Linked DNA regions of Mus musculus: region 1 is linked to region 2. A link is a contact called in public promoter capture Hi-C data. All regions are on one chromosome and are shown on one strand. The core of a region is the stretch at or near the end of the contact, and the rest is flanking DNA. Distances in the headings are between cores, read along the strand shown. Region 1 has its middle 18 kb from the start of Prom2. Region 2 holds the start of Fahd2a (fumarylacetoacetate hydrolase domain containing 2A).

Evidence for each region. Promoter capture Hi-C pulls out the DNA fragments that hold promoters and counts their contacts.
Region 1: a promoter capture Hi-C map of neural stem cells shows a contact between it and region 2. The contact joins the enhancer-like site here to the promoter of Fahd2a in region 2. A contact is called at or near these places in 15 of 39 promoter capture datasets (the 3T3-L1 cell line, 3T3-L1-derived adipocytes, embryonic stem cells and 9 more), 1 of 15 datasets of contacts at CTCF or cohesin (embryonic stem cells), 47 of 484 Hi-C or Micro-C datasets (the 3T3-L1 cell line, DN2 thymocytes, LSK cells and 36 more), 5 of 115 datasets of contacts at active chromatin or transcription factors (bone marrow-derived macrophages, embryonic basal ganglia, embryonic stem cells and 1 more) and 3 of 9 other capture datasets (adipose tissue, macrophages and pancreatic islet).

Annotation. Positions count from the first base shown.
Region 1 is chr2:127,556,196-127,561,707 of GRCm38.p6, reverse strand. No RefSeq gene overlaps it. Among named protein-coding and RNA genes, the nearest start is that of Prom2, 18 kb to the right of the region's middle. Within about 2 kb of position 2,152, at least 37 of the 459 cell types and tissues checked have an H3K27ac peak or open chromatin away from gene starts, as enhancers often do. A contact at or near this core is called in the N1E-115 cell line, cerebral cortex, neural progenitor cells and 2 more, where this site is marked.
Region 2 is chr2:127,441,973-127,447,193 of GRCm38.p6, reverse strand. It overlaps Fahd2a (fumarylacetoacetate hydrolase domain containing 2A), which reads left to right and starts at 2,629. Exons shown (of 8, transcript NM_029629.2): 1 at 2,629-2,777; 2 at 5,070-5,221. The coding sequence starts at 5,076.

The sequences.
Region 1 (5,512 bases), core at 903-3,402, 110 kb before region 2:
GACTGGGCTCCCAAAAGCTGTCCTTTGACGTCCACATGCACACCATGGCACGTGCACACCAACACTCACACATCAACACACTTGAACTTCCTTTACATTCACATTAAACATTTGTTGAGATTTACTTTGACTTTAGGTATGTGGATATTTGATCTGTATGTATGTCTGTGCACCACATTTGTACAGTGCCTATGGAGGCCAGAAGAGGGTGTCAGATCCTGTGGAACAGACATTAGCTGCTGCAGTCGTTAGCTGCCACGTGGGTACTGAGAGTCACACCCTGGTCTTCTAGAAGGGTAGCCGGTGCTCTCAATTGTTGAGCCATCTCTCCAGCCCTGCATTTACATTTTAAATGTTTTAAATTAAAATCTAACTACATCACTCTTCCCTTTCCTCCCTCCAACTCTTCCCATGTCCTGTCCCTCCACCCCCTTCCATGTGCCCCTTCTTTCTTGCAAGTGGGCTAGAGAGATGGTCATGGTTAAAAGAACATGCTGGGCGGGCATGGTGGCACACGCCTTTAATCCCAGCACTTGGAAGGCAGAGGCAGGTGTCTGAGTTTGAGGTCAGCCTGGTCTACAAAGTGAGTTCTAGGACAGCCAGGGCTATACAGAGAAACCCTGTCTCGAAAAACCAAAAAAAAAAAAAAAAGACCTTGCTGCTTTTGCAGGGGACACCACCCAGCCATCATTTGGATAGTTCACAATCAACTGTAACTCCAAATTCTGGGGATGCGATGCCCTCTTCTGGTCTCTGCACTGAACTCATGCGCAAAACCATACTCAGACACACACACACACACACACATATATATGTATATATATATATAAAATCTCAATATATATGTCACTCGGCCATAGAGCTACATCCACAGTGCCTCTGAGTGTTCTGTTTTTAACATTCCATTGTTATTCACCTTTAGAAGCCTAGTAGACATTCTCATAACATTGTTCTCAGATACAGCTGTATTTATCTATCAGGGTGTGTTCTGTGATGTCCCCCGTGGAGCATGAAACCTCCCGTAGTTCTGTATCGTGTGTGCTTTATTCTCATAGCCTCTCTGTTATATGTGAATCACTTGTCTTGTACTCCTGGGCCATTATTGATAAAAACAGGGGTTCTCTAAATGCAAGCACTGTGTTACTCTGGGAGTCAGTCATAGTAACTGTGATGGCTAAGTGACTGAGAAGAAGTAGTGTATACAGCATTGATACATTGGACCTAGAGGGGAAGCACGGGCTTCCCCTGGGGAGGATGGAGCAGAAGCCATGACAATTCATCATGCCACTCAGATCATCAAACAACTGGAAACATATGAATTGATTATTTCTGGCACTTCTCATTTAATATTTTCAGATGGTGCTTGAAATTTCAAAATGTGAGACCCACAATGTCTGTACTGTTATAGTATCACCCACCATGCAATTTCAAAATAAAGAACAAAAACCAGGGAAATGGCTTAATGGATAAAGGAATCTACCGCCAAGTCAAATAACACAAATTCAGTACCACACCAACTTGTGGGTGTGTGCCCAAGAGGAGTGAAAACACATTCACAAAAAGATTTCTGTAAGTATGTTACTAGCTCACCGTAATAGCAGCCCAAGCTGGAAGCGTCCCAAATGTTCATCATTAGTATAAAAGAAAACAAACTAGAGTGTTCATGCAGTGGGCCATTAGTCGACAATAAAAGAATGGGCTGTGGATACACAATGAATTTCACAAACATCCTGCTCAGTGGAAGGCACCAGAAGAATGCTACAGGACTTTCAGGGGACCCTTGAAAGGAGGCCAAAGTGATGGATATTAACAGAAAGTAGAAAGGCCTTGGTTGTTAGGGAAGGAATATCTGTGACAGGCACAGCGAGCTTTCTAAGGTCTTTCAAAGAGAAATTAAGAAGCCTCGGGTAAGGCGGTGTGCGCCTGTTATCTTCACACTCGTGATGCAGAAAAAGGATTACAAGTTTAAGGCAAGCCTGTGCTAAAAATGGAGCTCTGTTTCAAAACAAGAATATGAAAATAACAATAACCTAGTAACGGCCCAAGATTGGTTTAATTTGGGGTAATTGGGGCTGCCTACACAGTGATTGGCTCCCTGGGGCTGCCTGCACACTGATTGGCTCCGAGGATGCTCCAGGGGTCTCCAGTCCTATGCGTAAGAACTTCTATGTAGTTCTCAGACTTGTCACCGGGTGGCAGTGTCGACCAGTCTGTCGGACTCCTGCGGCTGCTCCATGGAGATCTTTGCCTCTGCAGCTGCTCAGCTCCACAGGGTCATTGATACCATCGGTCACTTTTAAGTAGACCGAGTTATTCACCGATTGCCTACTGAATCCAGCAGTCTCAGCAGGAAATGACTTATCTGTTTGTCTAGAACACATCTGTGGCTCTGATGTAGGAACCCTAGGGCCCTGTGGAGGACTGAACAATAGCAGAGTTCACAGACACTGCGGTGGCACAAGCTTCCTGACAGTTGGCACGCGTGCAGCACAGAGCCCTGTGGAAGGGTTTGGGAAATCAGGGGGGATCCCCTCTGCAGCCAGCCTGGTCTACAGAAACAGTCCAGTGCCAACCTGGGCAATATAGTGGTTCCCTGATTCATTTTTTTAAAAAATGCTAGAAATGGTCTGGCTGTGAATCTCAATGATGGAGTACTTGCTAAGTAGCTATGTGTTCAAGTCGGACTCCAAAGCAGTGATGGCCACCCACACAAGACTGGCCCACCAGCCTTCCATTGTGAATGGGGGACAGGCTCATGAAGTCCTCGACCTCCCAGAGGAGCTTCAAGTGCTTAATGGCTGCTAGGAGATGGGAAGGCATATCCTTAGTGGTGTGGTTGCTGATAAGGTTGCCCTTCCTCAAGCAACTGCCCCCCACCAGCCATTCATGGATGCAATGCAAGTTCAAAGCCGTGGGGCACGCTCAAGGACAGCAGAGCAAGAAAGAGGGTACCGCTGGGGAGAAGGGAGAAAGGTTAGGAGGAGGGATGGAGGGAGGAATATGATCAAAGTACAGTGTGTGGGGTGTGTGTGTGTGTGTGTGTGAAGAGAGAGAAAGATTATGACAGTCACTTGTGGCTCACACCAGTAGGATATCCTGAAGAGGTAGAGGCAGGAGTATCACAAGTATCAGGACAACTTGGACTGTAAGACAGGACTGGTGAGTTGGCTCAGCAGGTAAAGGCCCTTGCCTCCAAGTCTAACCATGTGAATTCCATCCATCCCAGGAGCTTACATGATAGAAAGAGAGAATCAACTCCTGTTAAGTTTCCTTTACTTGCATGTGTGTAACATGGCATGCCCCCATCAAATATATAAACACTACAACCATTTTTTAAAAGAACTTGTGAAAGGGTAAATCAATTTAAAACAAAGCTGCTTGTCTCCCTGCTCAAACTCACAGGTCCATAGTTCCCCTCCTAGCTGCACTGAAGAGCTCTGGTCTCCATAAGTGATCGCTGGCCTTTGCTGAGAACATACCATGTCCCCTGAACACACCTGATAGCTTTAAGATGTAGGGACTACTGATATCTCAATTTTGAGGCTAAGAAACAGGTAGGTAGGGGCTCTCTGTGTCCAGTGCCAGTGTCAGGACAGCTTGGTCGTGACTGACAGGGGCGCAGCCAGGACAGAAAAATCTGAGATGCTCCAGGCTGAGGTGCTCCTGGCTTACCTGCTGGGAAAACAAGTGATACATAACTGCCCTCACAGTGTTGTGGGGTCCATTCCTAAAACCTCTGGAGAAGGCTCCAGTTCCACACCCCTCTGTCTTAGTGCTACCCAGGACAGCCAGAGCAACACAAGACCCTTTCAAACTCATCAACAAGACTGCCTCCACGTGAGCTGAAGAAGGACACCAATAGACAGGCCAAAGAGACTGGGGGGTAGACCGAGAGGCCTCGGTCCTGCACAAAGAGTTACAGGCAACTAAGGAACACTGAGCTTGGGAGAGTCTTCCCCAAGGAAGAGCATGCCGGTCGGTTATCCAGTACCAAGTCAGCCCTGAACACATGCATACAAGTAGCATTATACCGACCGAGCAGGTTATATTTAGGAATATATGTGTGTATACATATGTGCATGCAATAACAATTAATGAAAAAGAGAGGCCATGAATTGGAAAGATGGCAAGGAGGTTTTAGAAGAAGGAAAGGGAAGAGAGAGATGATGTTATTATATTATAATCTTGAAATGAAAAAAAATCAAGCAAACCCTAAAAGCAGAACGTGATTCTCCCACGTGCGTTCTTAGCACAGCTTCAAACCCTGATCCTGTGAACAGCCCTGCTGTGGGTTGCTCATCCTTTGTATTTAAGGGATCAGAGCTTCGGAAGCTTCCCCTGTCCTCCCGTGCTTTCAGCCGGGAGTGGCTGCATCATGATTAAAGGAAGGTGTGCGCGTGGAATGGCCTGCTGATTCTTGGCAAAATGAACCTGGACTTATTTTTAGTTCTCTAATCCTTGCTTGCCTTATTATGTGGGAAGTCCTGTTCCCTGACAGACTAATTGTCTTTGAAAGACGCCCTTTCCCAAGGGGTGACTCCAGTCACATTTTTGGCTTTACCCCTGCCACCCTCACTTTGTCCAGGGGTTGTTAAAAGACTCCAAATTATAGCTCTTTGGTTTAGCTTTGTAAACATACATGCGCACACGTGTGTGTGCGCACACACACACACACATACACACTCCTTCACACACGCATACACATACTCTCTCATACACATATACTCTTACACACACATAAACACACATACTCACTTTATCTTGTAGAAAACTATGGGAGGGCATTTGGGTCAGGGGACAGCATGCACTTGCAGAGGGGAAGAGGCGTGAAAGACTGGGGTGTACTGGGGACAGGGACAGCCTCAGTGTGGCTGCTACTGGTGACAGACTGGGAGGTTTGCCAGCCTGCGGAGAAACCTAGAATGCCTTCCACCAAGAGTCCAGAGTCTAGGGATGCTTCAAGAACTACTTAGCTCCAGGCCTTACTCAGCCAGATTTATATGCTCTTGGGTCAGGGTCGTGGCTGATGCTGGCAGATGAGAGGAAGGAACAGGTTTCTCCACTGCTGTCCCAGCTCTAGAGGTAGATTGACAGAGACAAGTGAATAGTAAGGAAGCCTGCAGATGTGATATAAGTTGCTTCATGACACCAGAGCCTTTAAAAGGAAATGAAGAGCCAACAAAGTTGGTATGTGGGACTCAGCAGTGAGGAGCTCTTACTTACTGCTCCTGCAGAGGACCTGGGTTCAGTTCCCAGCACCTGTATAGTAGTAGCAAAGAGAGGGGCTCACAACTGCCTGTAACTCCAGTTCCAGAGGGTCTGACGCCCTCTTGTGACTTCTGCAGACTACCCCATGCATGTGGTGCACACTCATACACATACACTCAGGCACATACACTTTTTTTTTTTTTTGACTTTTCAGGATAGGGTTTCTCTGTGTAGCCCTTGCAGTCTTGGAACTATCTCTGTAGACCAGGCTGGCCTTGAACTCACAGAGATTCTCTTGCCTCTG
Region 2 (5,221 bases), core at 1,380-3,879:
GAACACTCCTGAGCACTTGACATCTCCACCATGAAGCACAGCCCGTGGCTCTCATCTGCTCTACTCCTCCTCCCCAGACAAACTTCCTTGATTTAGATTTCTCAAATGCAAGCCTGGCCCTGGGACCTCAGCTGAGTTCCTTCCAAAGGCTTTGTGTGCATTTAGATAAGGCCTGGGTGGTACTGATAGTCTGCTTGACAGCTCTAGGGTCGCTGAAAAGACAAAAACTTCTGGGCATGTTTGTCAGGAATTATCAAGATCAAGTTTAGTTAAACCCACTCTAACTTTGGGTGATGCCATGCTGTGGCCTAAGGCCCTGGGCTGCAGAAAAACAAAGAAAGATGAGCACCAGCATTCATCTCTTCGCTTCTTGATTGCTACCATGGTATAGCCAGCTTTCTCTGGTGTCTGTCACCACTCTTCCCTGCATGGTGATCTATTTGGATCAAATTGTGATCCAAAATGTCCCTCTTCTTCCTTAAGTTTTATGCCAGCTGTTTTGTTACAGCAGCAAGAAAAGTATGTGGGGAATTCAAGGAGCCAGCCCCTCCTATTCTCTCTCTACAAGTTTTTATAATTTTTATGTGTATGAGTGTTTTGTCTGCATGCATGTCTGTTTACTACATGCATGCTCAGTACCTATATGGGCCAGAGAGGGTGTCAGATATCTCAGAACTAGAGTTACAGCTCGTTGTGAGGCACCATGTAGGTCCTGAAACTCAAACCAGGTCTTCTGAAAGAGCAGCAGGTGCTCTCAACCACTGAGCCATCTCTCCAGCCCACCTCCTCTCTTTCTGCCAGCCGTCCATGCCACCATCAACAGTACACATGAATGTCCTGGCTGAACTCTCAAGACAATCAACAACACTGAAGAAAGAAGCAGATGTCAGTCCCTTATTGGCATGCTCTGAAGTTATTGTCCAGTTTCTAACTGTGAGGATGAAGCCTGATTTTACCTGAGAATTTGTAATCGTTGATATCAGAGCTAGGAAGAATGTTGTCAACCCCACAAGCAGGCTAAGCAACCATGGAGTGATGAGTCCCAGGTTTGATGTGCAGCTCCAAGACCTAGAGCATAGCAAAATCGCCTGCTCCTGTCACATCGGTTTGGTTTCATTGTGCTGTCAACCTCAGCTGACATCATGAACTATGAAGAAGAAAAACAAAATCACACAGGAAGGAAAGCCCTGGTCTTTTTCTAGGATTGAAAACATTGGTGTTAAAAGAAAAAAGAAGTCAGGTGTGGTGGTGCATGCCTTTAATCCCAGCACTCAGGAGGCAGAGGCAGGCGGATTTCTGAGTTCGAGGCCAGCCTGGTCTACAGAGTGAGTTCCAGGACAGCCAGGGCTACACAGAGAAACCCTGTCTCAAAAAACCAAAACCAAAAAAAAAAAAAAAAAAAAAAAAAAAAAAAAAAAAGCCTCACTGGGAAAAAATAAGAGGAATCTAATAAAAGCCTGTGCTTCTTCCTGGGGCAATGGAAGCCTCGGATGCTCTGTCTGGACCTTGATTCACTTAGGAGGCTCCTTCTCAGAGTCCCCTTTACATTTTCATAGGCCAGAGGACTCGGGGTGTGGTTGTAGAGGATGTTTCCACCCGAATGCCTGCTGCCTGGACTTGCCCATCACCCCACACACACCCTTTTCCCCCTAAAATAAGGTTCGTGAAGAACAGGGTGCTGCTACAAGTAGGTGAAGTTGGTGAGCCCTGACAAGCCTAAAAAGTAGACAGGCCACCATCTGTCTTCACTGTGTGCATTAAAGAAAAAATGGTGAAAAGCTGGCTACGACTTTGCCAATGTGGTCACACTGGAAAGAAAAGAGAAAAGACAAGAAAGGAAAGGGGAAAAGGTTCAGTGACTCCCCAAAGTCCATCTTTGGAGTCCCGACATGAGGTTCAGATTCTCAAATAGAAAGCAAGTGGTGTACATAACTAAGCAGTCTTGGTCAAGGTGTGGTCTTGCCGGTTATTGATCCACCATTATCTCAGTTCCAGTCTATCCCACAAGATAGTCTGACCAGTTGCCAAATCTGTGATATAGCTTACTGGGTGACAAAACTCCTCCTCTAGCTGGCACACACAAGCTTCAGTCTTTTCTTTCCCCCAGCACACAAGATTCATGGGGGAAAGCCCAGTAGCTGAAGGAAGGACACAAGTGTCTTTTGCCTTCAGAATCGCTTCATACCTGCCAAGACAACTAAATAAGTGGTTGGACGAGCCCTTACTGGCTCAGGAGCCATCATGGGCAAAATCACTCCTAGCCTTTATGTTTTCTCCACGAATACAACACATATAGACATCCCTGTCCTTGGTGGGTCAACATTAGAGCACAAAACTACTTGTTACTGTCTACCAGAGTGCTTCCTGGACAACTATGAGTAGGTGCCTGGCCCAGAAGCAGCGCCTGGCCAGAATTAGAAGCTCAAAGGTCGGATGCGCTCTCTCCGAGCCTGGGTATCCCAGGGTCACCCTGGAGCCAGCCACGGTCTCCCCAAATGCACACACTAGGCACCTGCTGGAAGTTCTGTGGCTAAAAGAAGTACCTAACAGCAGGAGGGCGGACTTCCGGGAGGAAGCAGGTGTCCTCCTGGTGGCGACAGCTTCGTGACGTCACCATATCGCGACTGCGAAGGGGCGGTCCCTATATTCCTTGGAGAAGAGTTAAGTGCTTGCAGCGGTACTGGCTGTGGCTTCTCCGCCCTCCCCTCTTGTCCTGCGGCTCCGCAGGCGTCCGCTGACAGCGCAGGAAGCCGGACAAGTCCGGCTGCAACGACCAGGTAAACTGAGGCTAGGCCAACTCAGAGGGAGTTGAACCGGACGTTGGGAGCCGAGTGGCTGACCTCGGTTCCCAGATCAGCAGGGTCACACGCACGGCGCAGCGCCTCAAGCTGCCCATTGCTGTGCTGTTTGCTAAGGGACCTTTGTGCTGCGAGTCATAGTGATTCGAGAGAATGAAATAACCTGTGAGCGCCCGTCACAGATTCATCATCAGCGGGGCTTAGAGTTATCAGAGAGCAGGTGTTCTGCCTTACCTCCACGGCCATGACCATGGGCTGGTAGCAGTTAGGACCTGAGAGGAGTAGGCAGGATTGAAACTAGATTATCTTGCTTGAGAAGTATCTTGCTTTTGAATTAAGAACTTCAATGTCATCTAGACATGGATTCAAATGCCAATTTTCTTTTAGCTGTAAGACCCTTGAACCTTAGGCAAACCAAACCCCTCTTACCCTATCCAAGCCTTGGCTTGTTCATCTGTAAAACTGGACCAGCAGCACCTGCCAAGCCACCGTCAAGAGAATTATAGTAGACCTCACAAGTGAGACACTTGGCTTTCCCTGGGACAGTACTGTTTTAGTGTATGGTGTGACTGGTCACATATGCTGGACCAGCCTTTGGACTGTGGCATGGCGGTACTTGTGTAAAACGACAGAGCAGGAGATGGAAAGCCTTTGGTTTTCTGGCCAGACTTGCAAGCTGGCACTCTGGTGATCCTGAACAGGGTAGGTTGGCTCAACCAGGTGAGGACCAAGAGCCCTGAACTGACGGAGCTACGTCTAGCAGTCTCTCTCATTTTTAGTATAAAGACGTGTGTGTGTGTGTGTGTGTGTGTGTGTGCGTGTGCGTGTGCGCGTACGCGTACTTTAGTCTTTGAGACAGAGTTTTTCATTGGCCTGAAACTCAACAATTAGGCTAGACTGGCTGGCTAGCAAGCCCCAGGAATCTACCTGTCTCCACCTATCCGGCACTGGGATTACAAGCATAGACCACTGTGTACAAACTTTTTTATGTGGGTTCTGGGGATTTAACTGATCTTCAGGCTTTCAGTGGAAACATTTTACCAGCCATGCTGTCTTCCTAGCCCCACACTGGTTTTAAAAGAAAGCTATCCAGAAGGGAGAGGACTCTGACAGGGAATGAAGACCAGACCTAGATTAAGACAAAGAAAGGGAATGAGTGAGGATATAGAGTGCAGATTATCTGGGGAATAGCTCAAGCTAGCATGTGCCTTCCAGGCCGGCACCTGTACCATTAAAAACAAAGGCAGCACGATAATGAAGCTTAACTTTGGGTGGAGCCTGGAACTCATAGCAGGCCCTGAACCTTTTCAATGGTATCCAAGAGGTCTGGATCTGAAGAAGGAAGACATGGGCCACGTCCCAAAGTTGATCATCACTAGGCTTTTCCAAGAAGTGAAAAGTCAAGTCCCTTGCACCTTCCATCTGTTCAGTGGACAGAGGCAGTGCAAGCCTGTGTTCCATACACAGCAGCAACAGTGTAGGCTCAGTAGTTAAAGAGACAGACATTGCTACTGAACCCAGGGAGATAGCTAAGCAATGTGTGAAGCCAAGTATCTGGGCTCTTGGTGCCCTGAGTCTCCCTGTTCACCAGCAGCAGAAACTGGTACCTACTAGAGGTGATGGAGGGTAGCTCCTAAGCCAAGCTGGCTGGGGTTCTAGCTTGAGCATGTGAGCAGAAGAAAGTGTTTAACTCAAAAGGCAACAGGACCAAGTATTTTTAAAAGTTGCATGAGGTAGCTGGGAAGCCATTTCTAGCAATAGCCATTTGCCTAACTTGGGGCTGAGTCCTAGTCCTGCACACCTTAGCCTTCCCCAGTGAAGGGGGACATCCTCTAAAAGCTAGAGGTAGCGGCCTGGCCATCTTCATAACATCATCTCAACATCTGAGGCCTGTGTACATCAGTCGCTCATATCTGTTACCCCACATGCAAGACGGCAGGTCCGAGTTAGCCTGCTGTGTTTCCCACTTGCCTGCAGTGGTGGGAACTTTCAGGAAACACTGGTTGAGGCAAGGCTGGGATCCCCGGAGCTAGCTTAAAGCCTGGCCTAGTCATCTGTACTCTGGCTTTTTGAAGTATGACAGGGTGAAATGACCTGTGCGAGCACTTCCCAAGTGGCATGCTGGGACTGCTTGCTGGGGCAAAGGAGCGAAGGGATCTTCATGACGGTTTATAGTCTTCTGTCTCCTGTGGCTGCTTCTTTCCTTCATGAAGGGATCTTCATGACAGTTCTATAGTCCTCTGTCTCCTGTGGCTGCTTCTCTCCTTTTAGGCTTTGATGCTGGGCTTTGGGAGGAGGAGGCTGTTCTCAGCTCTGCTGCAGGTTCAGAAGAGGCCCTGTCAACCCTCCAGAAACATGAGACTGGTACAGTTCCAGGCACCTCACCTGGAAGAGCCTCACCTGGGTCTGGAGTCAGGGGTTGG